Regions from separate parts of the Mus musculus genome. Here region 2 is linked to region 1. A link is a contact called in public Micro-C data. All regions are on one chromosome and are shown on one strand. Each heading gives the region's core, a stretch centred on a gene start, on an enhancer-like site or on the middle of the called end of the contact. The rest is flanking DNA. Distances are from core to core; before and after follow the strand shown. Region 1 holds the start of Mast4 (microtubule associated serine/threonine kinase family member 4). Region 2 has its middle 52 kb from the start of Mast4.

Region 1 (4,777 bases), core at 915-3,414:
ATCCCCCACATCTTCAAGACCTTGTGAATGCCATGTTAGCTATACAGAATCGTTAGACTAGGACAGCCAGTTACCCAGAGCCAACATGCTACATCAAAAGGAGATGTACCCAGGAGACAGCACTACTCTCTGCCAGCTCCTAGGGTGAGTGTGATGTTCAGCAAACTCCTGGACTATGACTTAACTCAATCTGGAACTTAGAGCTACCCAAAATTCCAGGCCAGAAACAGCACTCGTGTTGGAATGAACTTAACCTTGAAACTCTCCACTTTTAACTACAGAAGTGAACTTCTAAGGAAGGAAATGCATCCAGGTCTCACAACTCAGGAGCCAAAGAGTTCTAGAAAGCAGAGTTCCAGGCACCTGCCGAGATCCCTGAACTCCCACAGCATCCAGAAAAGGATCATGGCCAGAGATTTGGCCAACCACCAGCCAAGGCTCCTTCCATCTTTGCTTGGCTAGAACTTGCCTCTGCAAGATCCGGCCTCTACTTCCAGGCTAGATGCCCAGGGGGCTAAAGCCAGGACCCCGGGCTCTGTTTACTTCTTCTAAGGACAAAGGCAATTGTTTCCTACTGCTAATCCCAGCAGAGACCGGGGAAATACCAGTCTGGCACGGCGGAATTAATTTCACACGGAAGACTACGCTAGGGTCATGTTTTATTTATGGTCCTGTCTGATCAAGATGATTTCTCCCACAAGAGATGTCCAAAGCAAACAATCTTAAAGACTTGGAGAATCTTCCTTTCCTGTCTTCCAAAGTAAGAGGGGAAAGGGGCGGAGGGGGGCGGGGGTGAGAAGAAAACCAGAGATAGCAACCTAGTGGATTACAAAACTCGGTGTGTCAGGAAGAGACCGATAATTTTTGGATGCACAGCCTTCGAAGAAATGAGGCTAGACAAAGTCCTCTGAACAAGACACATCCTATCCAGATTGGTGACAGCGCTCCTCTGGACACTGAGTCCAAATAGGAGCCGGCGCGATAGGCTTAGCATGGGGAATCTTCCTCTTCCCCAGGATGAAAGGTGAAGCGACCACCAAAACCACCCACGGGCGACTCCAGCGTATTCTGGTCTCTGACACCCCAAGAAGCAACTCCACAGTCACCACTCCCACCAGCGTCAAACGCTCCAGGTCTCCCGCTCCATCCAAGACCGCAGTGATTAGCGATTCCCACGTCTAAGAATCTGGATATGAGTTGTGGGGACAAGCCAAGCTTTCAGATCACATTCAATAGCTAAGGACCCAAGCAGATACAGACATGAAGGGATCGATCGGCTCAGTGACACTTCCAAAGCACACGGTCGGGTAGCCCATGTAGACAAGCGCGCGAGGACAACCACTAGAAGTCAAGGACCCACAGAGTCTCCTGACAGTCACTATCCCAGGCTGTAGCAGAGCACCTTTAGTTCCCTCCCCTCTCCAAGACACCAGCGCGCACGCAAAGGGACCTAAAGGGCCCCTACAGCCGGGACCTGGAGGGTGTGGGATGGGACAGACTGAGCCCACCTCTTCATCCTGCTCCTCTTGGGATGCGCTGCTGACCTGGGGCACCGGCAGCACCGCTCCTCCCGGGTGCGGCAGCGGCAGGGTAGGGACTCCACGCTCCAGAGCCACGCGCGCGGGAGCCCACGCGGCGGGTAGCCGGGTTCCCAGGGCGCCGCCCGGCGGCCGCGGCGGCTGCGACCTGCAGGAGAAGCGGCTGGGCTCCCCTTCCTCCGACAGAGTTTCCGAGCCAGAGGATGACTCCGCTGAGGAAGCGCCCTCCGAGGACACGGCTGCCGCCGAAGAGACTAGGGTCCGGGCGCCGTGTCCGCTGCAGCCCCGGGGCACGGGCTCAGGCGCCTCGGAAACTTTCTCCCCCATGTCCCTTTTCGGCCCAAAGTGCCGTCCGAGGGGTGGCGGTGCGCTCGGCGCCTCCCGAAGAAGCCCCGGCTGCTCTGCTGTGTCTGGATCGCGCTGCGGCTCCCGGGCTGCGGGGAGCGCCGCCGGCGACTACATGACAGAGGTTGGACCACAGGAGCGCGTCGCCAAGTTCACTGCCGCCGTGGCTCGGCTGCTGACATGGACTCCCGCGCGCGGGGCCATGCCCACCGCGATCGGCGCTCCGCGCTGCGCCCGAGCCGCCGGGACTGCGGCTTCTCCCGCTAAACCTGCCTCCGGGACGGAGCGGAGGAGACGGGCAGCCCGCGGAGCCAATGGCAGCGCAGGCGCGCTGGTGGGCGGAGGCTGCGGAGCCGCTGGCCGCGCGGGCGTCAGGTAGGGGAGGTGGGGCCAGGAGCGGGCCACCCGATCCCGCGGGAGCTCTGGGTGCGCGGGGCAGCCCCACGGCGCGGGGATCCACAGGGCCGACGCGGAGTCCGCGGACTTAACTCGGTCTGGGACTCAGAAATGGGTGGGGGAGTGGCCGTCTGTCCTTGGGACGTGGGTGGGAGATGGCTGAGTGAGGCGAGACCTTGGAGAACCGGACTTTTAGTCTCCAAAAAGTGAAATCGGGGAAATTAGGCGGGAGGATTCGCGTGAAAACGGAAGCGCGCGGCCAGTCACGCGCAAACTCACGCTCCCACCCGTGTGCAGAGAGCGAAGTCCGTGGTGGGTGGAGAGAGGGGATCCAAACGCAGCCCATCTCCAAGCCTCTTTCTGGATAAACCTCTTGGGCCTCAGTTTCCTCAAATTGTAAAGGGAAGCGTCAACACCGATGTTGTCTGGCAATAAGACTAGATAGAGCAAAATAAAGTGTCAGCAGAGTTCCCGGCTTGGACACAAGCCAAGGTCTCCAAAGATGATTTTTCTGTATTTCTGCTTAGAAACTAAAGTTAAGTCAAAGACACGCGCTTGTGACAAAGGAAGGAAACAGCTGATGCTCTGTGTTTAGGACCAGGCTTTATCAGAACGGTCTTAGCAGCTCTTTGCGGTTCTGCCGCTGGGCTAAGGGACATTCCTAACTGGCTTTCTCTAGCCCTGCATAGGCACAACGCGGCCGACCTGGGGCCTCATTTTTCCTTTCCTATAAGAACAAGGAGAAAGAGCTTCCACCAAAGCACCAACAGAATAATCACCTTAACCTTTGTGGTGTCTTGGATCTGCTGGGAAGCCAGTGCGGAGTTAGGCAGCGAGAAATAAATGAGTCCTACTTGCCTTCAGCTCCAGACCCGTCTGAGCTCCACACCGTGACCCGAGGTATAAATTCAGCCAGCTTCCATTCCACAGACGTTGATTGAGATGTGTGCCAGTTGGTTGCAGGGGATACAAAGATGAATACGGCAGGTCTCCTGCCCTTGAGGAGCTTGTGGTCGGGGGAGAGATTGATATTGCATAATACCGCCTCATTATTCATGTTTAAAAGCTCTGGTAAGTGCTACAATGTGCCGTGGGAGAAGAGGGGAAGAATTACACCGAAGCCATTGCAGATCTTCAAGCCGAGGAGTCCTCCAGAATTTTACATTTCTCTCTGTCAGAACAGGTCTGCCAAGGGTCCTTGAGAAAAGGACTGGAGTTGAAAGCCCCGTTGGCTAATGAGCCCTTTTATGCTACCTTAGTATTTACAAGTGATAATGGGGGCGGGGGGGGGGGTGCTCATCTAGTCTGGACAGGCGGCTTTGTCCTGAATACTTTCCGACTGCCTCTGAAGAGGGAAGCTGTAGGATGTGACCCTCTGGCTGTGGATAGCTGTCAGAGTTGCATTGTGACACTTCAGAATGATCCAAAGGGAAGGGAAGACCTGCTGAGGTAAAAGGACATTCAGGAGACTTAGCTAAGTGGCAATGTAGAGGCTGAAGAGCGCACAGTGGGGCGGCCTGAATCCACCCCCTGGGCTTCACAATGACTTCCCTCCTTAGAGTACTGGCCTTTATCTGAGCCCCTATGTGGTTGATTCAGCACAGGGGAACTGAAATAAAGATTTAAGCAAGCCATTCACATCAAAGAAGAGGAGGGATTGCCTTCTCAGTTCGGGAAGGGTGCAACAAGGACATGGTTTGAATCCTAACAGCTAAAAAAATGGCAGTTCCTAGAGCCAGGGCTCTCCTGCGCTAAAGGCCTCAGAGTCCTGGCAGAAACCGAATGAAATACTTTAGGGATGAAGACACAGGCCAAAGAGCTGGTCAAAGGTCACACAGCAAGTGAGCAGTGGCTCTGTGGTTGGTACTCTGAAGTCTGCCTCTCAGAACAGTTTTTTAATCAAGGATACACATATGTGACTACTAGACTATAAATAACCACGGAAAAGGAATATTGTCGCCTTGGTTCATTATGCAAAAAAAAAATTTCCCTTTGGTCACATTTTTTTTTTAACTCACAAACATTTATATGACACTATGTGCCAGGCAACATTTTAAGCACTGTGCAAAAGCTATTATATACTCAATCCTTGTGTTGATCCAATAAGGTAGTGACATTTTTTTTTTGGTCTTGTATTACATCTGTGAAATACTGAAACCTAATGTTAACACAGCTAGCAAGTGTTAGAGCCAAGATTCAAAACTAAACAGTATTCATGTTCTAAACCTGTCCTTTTCTAAGTCAAGTACTAAATACTATTTGTTAAAATTACAAACACTGATCCCAAATAAATACATTTTACATTGCAAATTGTGGTACACATATATGCACACAGATGCAAAAAAAAAAAAAAAGCCAGTTTGTGATTTAATGCCTTTGTTTATAAACAATGCAGCCTGAAATTTTTATTGAATTTGTCCAAAAATAACCAAGACAGTTGTGAGTTACTAAGTGGGATTCACCCTCTTCAATAAAGCACACTCTATCATCACACTTGA
Region 2 (4,777 bases), core at 1,441-3,940, 53 kb after region 1:
CAAGAGCCTAGAGGCCAGCACTGATGCAGAGGCCATGGAAGAATGCTGTTCACTACCTTGCTGTCCATGGCTTGTTCAGCCTGCTTTCTTATTATACCATCCAGGACCACCTGCCCAAGGGTGGTACTGTCCCTAGTGAGCTGAGCTCTCCCATACTAATCAAGACAATGCCCTACAGTCCTGCCTATAGGCAGATCTTATGGGGGTATTTTCTCAATTGAGATTCACCATTCCAAGATGACTCCAGCATGTGTTAAGTTGACATAAAACTAATCAAGACACCAACAGATGGAGAATATAAATGAAGAGCAACCTGAAATTATTTGTTTAGATTACTTCCATGTTTTCCTGCCCTTTATATCAGTTGTTTAGAGTGGTAGAGAGAGTGCTAGATGATTTCTGATTGACAGGACACTAGGCAGTACCTAAGAATGGAATTTTCTTTTTTAAAGTACTCTTCCTTGAGTTCACACACATGGCTTCATTTGGGGGTGAGGAGACAGGAATATCAACAAATAGATTTATTTGCAAGATGTTGAAGACCTAGATATTCTTGAGTTTCTGTATATGAAGGCATGTGTCATGGTGCAAGGGTCATGGTGCACGGGTCATGATGCAAGGGTCATGGTACAAGAGTCATGGTGCAAGGGTCATGGTGCATGGGTCATGATGCACATGTCATTGTACATGTGTCATGTGCACGGGTCATAGTGCACGTGTGGTGGTCAAAGGAAAGCTATCGGGAGCTTGTTCTCTCCTTTCACCATGAATGAGGTAGCTCTGACTTTTTCGCTTGTGAAAAAAAGAAAACTTCAAATTCATTTCACTATCAGAAGCTAAACTGAAAATTCCCATTAAGCCAGGACCACTGGCTAAGAAAAGGATATAAAAATCATTCAGTCTAGCAAAGAAGCAGCAGCAGAACTGCTGCCTGTAAGAGGCATGGCCTTGAGCTCAGAACATTCTGGAAGATGTTGCTACAAACTATGGCTGGAGTGAATGAGCATGCTGAGTGAGTTTTCAGGACACAAGAGCAATGACCAAAATCAGTTAGCTATGATTTCATGTACTGGCAGCCAACAACCCAAAAATGAAGTTATGGAAATAGTTATGAGAGTATCAAAAGAATATTTAGTAATAAATTTCACACATACACAAATACAAAACATATGAAGAAAACTATAAAGAAATGCTGAGGAAAATGAAGAGACCTGAGTACATGCCAGCTGTCCCATCTTCATGGATAATCCACTATTATTGAGATGATGGTGGGTATGCAACCACTGACCTACAAAGTCCCATTAGCTTTGTTTATTCCTCATTTATTATTATTATTATTATTATTATTATTATTATTGTTGTTGTTGTTGTTACAGAAACTTCATGATTGTAAAATTCATATTAAAATGTTAGGTCCACCCTCCTCACACACACAAAAACCTTGCTGGATGGCTCCCAACAAGGAGCCCTGTTAAAATGTATTACAAAGCCATAGTAGTAAAAACATCATAGCAATTGTACCTATAGATATTGTACACACAGATGTCTGGGCTCATAGAATGGTATGAACGTTCATCTATAGTCTTTAGTATTGATGCCTGATAGTTTGACTAAGGAAAAAAATGTATTTTCAATAAATGATGTCGAAATAACCAGATGTTGCCATGCAAGAATAAATGGAATCTCTATTTCAGATCAAACACAATAAGTAATGCAAAGATCTAAACAGAAGAGGTAAAACTATAAAACTTTTAGGAAAGGGAAAAAAAAGTAAATCTTTGATCCTGAATTGGGCAATAATGTCCCAGATGTACAAATAAAACCATGAGCAACAAAAGAATAAACACAGATAAGTTGGACTTCAGTGACATTAAATACTTGTGCTTTCTTCACCAAAAAGGTGAATTCATGCAATCAGACAAAATATTGCAAAATATTATCCAGAATGTGCAGAGTTCTTATATAGTAACAGTAAAAGGCCAAGTAGCTGAATGTAAAATAGGCAAAGAATTTAGACATCCCTCCAGAGAGGATATTCAAATGGTCAACAAGTATGTGAAAAAGATGCCCAACATCATTAGCCATGTGGTATGTCCACAAAATGGAGTATTACTTTGTAATGAAAAAGAATGCAGTGCAGGACATGGGATATGCTAAAGTATTGAAGACAAGAAAAAAATCCAGCCACATGTCTTACAATTTCATTAATGGTAAATATTTAGAATAAGCCCATTTATAAAGACAGAAAGTAGAGTAATGGCTGATGGGGCTAGTGGAGTATTGTGTAGAGAACTTCACACTGGTAGGAAATGTTCTGACATTAGTGGTGATTTTGGTAGCACTAACCTGTAAATATGTAAATTCTGTCTTAATAAAGCAGTGGTGTTATTTTTTAAATGATCACCAAGTGAAATGCTGAGTAGGCATGACACTTCTAAAAGTGTGACACCCTGTCATTATACCTCTGGGTGTGTAGGTGAAGCAAATCCTTCAGGTTTAGTAAAGCCACACATATGATACAGCTCTTTCCCTGCCTGAGGCAGTTGTTCGTCATTTCCAAGTGATTCACAGCCCTTACTCTGATCTCTTATGTAAGACCAATTACAATGAGGAAACCTTGTAAGCATCTGTGGGTCCCCCTGACAAAGGTCGAAAGACAGCGATGAGCTACTTGTGACTCATTGCTCCGCCGGGCCCTCTCCTTGGGGAGGAAAGTGAGCCCCAGACAGAGGTGAAGCCAGACATAACATAACTATGAGCAAGCACAACAGGGCTGGAAAGAAGCTGTGCATAATTCTACCCCATTGTCAGAGCAGCCACAGGACACTCCCAGTGAAGTCCTCCTGACCCAAACACATTCTCCTCAGAGACCGAAGTTGTAAAGTAACTTGGTGCTTTGGGAAAAGCCTCCACCAAACACCAAGAACAGACCTAAAAGACAACACAACAACCAAAGGACTAACAGGATGAAGCCTTTGGCCACCGTGATGAAACCCTTGACACAAGGAATACTATTTCAGGCAATGTTTGTTAGCCGTGTCTTATGATAAATAGACTCTATAGTGCTTTGAAGAGGTGATCGAATGTTCTGACTTAGGTAGGTGAATATTTGTGAGTTCAAAGCCAGCTTGGTCTACACAGCAAATTCCAGGCTATTCAGGAATGTACAGTAGTAGTAGTGAAACCATGGATGAAAGAGGAGGAGGAGGAGGAGGAGGAGGAAGAGGAAAGAAGCCCTATGCTCTCCTTTACCTAGCTACGACATCAAACAAATTACTTAGCCTCTAGAAGTCTCAGCTTTCTTGTTTATAAAATGAGTGTAACAATAATACAGGCATCACGGGGCTCCAGAGAAGACTGAAGGGCAGACACAGAAGGTCCAGGCTCAGCTCCAAGCCTCCCACATAGTGAGCCCTTCAATGGGGCTCTCCAGAGGACCACTGTCTCACCGGAACAAGGAAGTGATGCCTTGGTGAAGTGACCCTTTCCAAGGTTCCAAAGAATTCAACATGGCAATTTTAAAAGTAGGTAGAGTTATAACTTATCAAAATCTGATAAATATCGCCAGCATCATGAATTCCAGGATAGCATACTGATGTTGTTAGTGGTGTGGAGACCAAAGGTCAAGGCCAGGTGCCTCCTCCCTCAGTTGCTTTTCTTCACTGTTGGGGGGTGTGGGGAGGGCAGCAGAGGGATCTCTCACTGTTCCTGGAGCTCATTGACTGGTTAGCTTGGTTGACCAGATAGCCAGAACTGAGGATCCATCTGTCCCCAACCTCTCCTCCCCAGTTTTGGGATTACAGATGTGTGTTGCTGTGCCCAGACTATGTGGGTGTAAATAAGCTATCTCCTCAGTCCCTGGCTTCTGATTCTAATTCTATAATGTGATATTTTTATACAGAGATTGAGCAAATAAAGCCTTTCCTGTGGCCTGAGTAAGAGAAGTCTGTACAGTCTGGAAGTTTCTTCTTATTTCACATCAGTTGATCCTTTCTAACTTCATCTGTACTTTCTTGTTCAGTGTATCCTGTCCAGAGGACTTCTGGGAGTTGGGGTCCCAGAGGGAGACACAACTGTGAGATGGCTCTAGAGTCTGAGTTATGGTAGTGCAAGGGACTAGATCTGTTAATACATTTTCATGTTTCCTGGAGTCAGAGGTTGAATCTACCTGCTTATAATTGTGACCAGGGACAGACTGTCACTGAGGTTGGGACAAATGGGGAAATGGTTCTGGCAGCCAGCCAACCTCACCTGAGCACCACCAGGTAGGGTGCAGAGGTCCGAGCACCATCAGGTAGGGTACAGCAATGCTTCCGGGCTCCTCGCTGCGCTGGCGCCTTCCTCTGGAGTCCTGGAGCACATGCCCAGCATTGGAAAGGGCCCCTAAAGATGCAGGGCCACCTAGTACGACCTCCTTGTATCATTGTGAATCCGATGTGTGCAAAATCAAGGGGGTTAAAACGGCCAGGAATATTCAGGAAAGGGCAAGTTGCCTGGCATTGCCCAGAGAGTCCTGAAAGAGGTTTGAACTTGAAGCTACAAAGCAGTGGGAAGGCAGGAGAGATTTTGGAGCATCTAAAGAAAGGAGTGTAAAAAGAAGTATTCATTCTCACTAGCCCAGCCCGTATAAAAGACACACAATCCAGGCATTTTATTAACAAGCCATAAGCCTGGATTGGGCAGGTTTGGATCTATTTTAACTTACATCCCAGCCGTGTGTGCTGCTGTTGTTGTTGCTATTGATTTCCCTGGTCACATGATCATGGCCCATCTCTGC

Evidence for each region. A called contact is a pair of places that touch in the nucleus more often than the background predicts.
Region 2: a contact with region 1 is called in a Micro-C map of granulosa cells, with 2.4 times the contacts expected there. The contact joins the enhancer-like site here to the promoter of Mast4 in region 1. A contact is called at or near these places in 4 of 484 Hi-C or Micro-C datasets (the Patski cell line, granulosa cells and uterus), 3 of 115 datasets of contacts at active chromatin or transcription factors (embryonic fibroblasts and embryonic stem cells) and 2 of 9 other capture datasets (adipose tissue and liver).

What each region holds. Positions count from the first base shown.
Region 1 is chr13:103,332,328-103,337,104 of GRCm38.p6, forward strand. It overlaps Mast4 (microtubule associated serine/threonine kinase family member 4), which reads right to left and starts at 2,165. Exons shown (of 29, transcript NM_175171.3): 1 at 1,509-2,165. The coding sequence starts at 1,865.
Region 2 is chr13:103,384,526-103,389,302 of GRCm38.p6, forward strand. No RefSeq gene overlaps it. Among named protein-coding and RNA genes, the nearest start is that of Mast4, 52 kb to the left of the region's middle. Within about 2 kb of position 2,691, at least 29 of the 459 cell types and tissues checked have an H3K27ac peak or open chromatin away from gene starts, as enhancers often do. A contact at or near this core is called in granulosa cells, where this site is marked.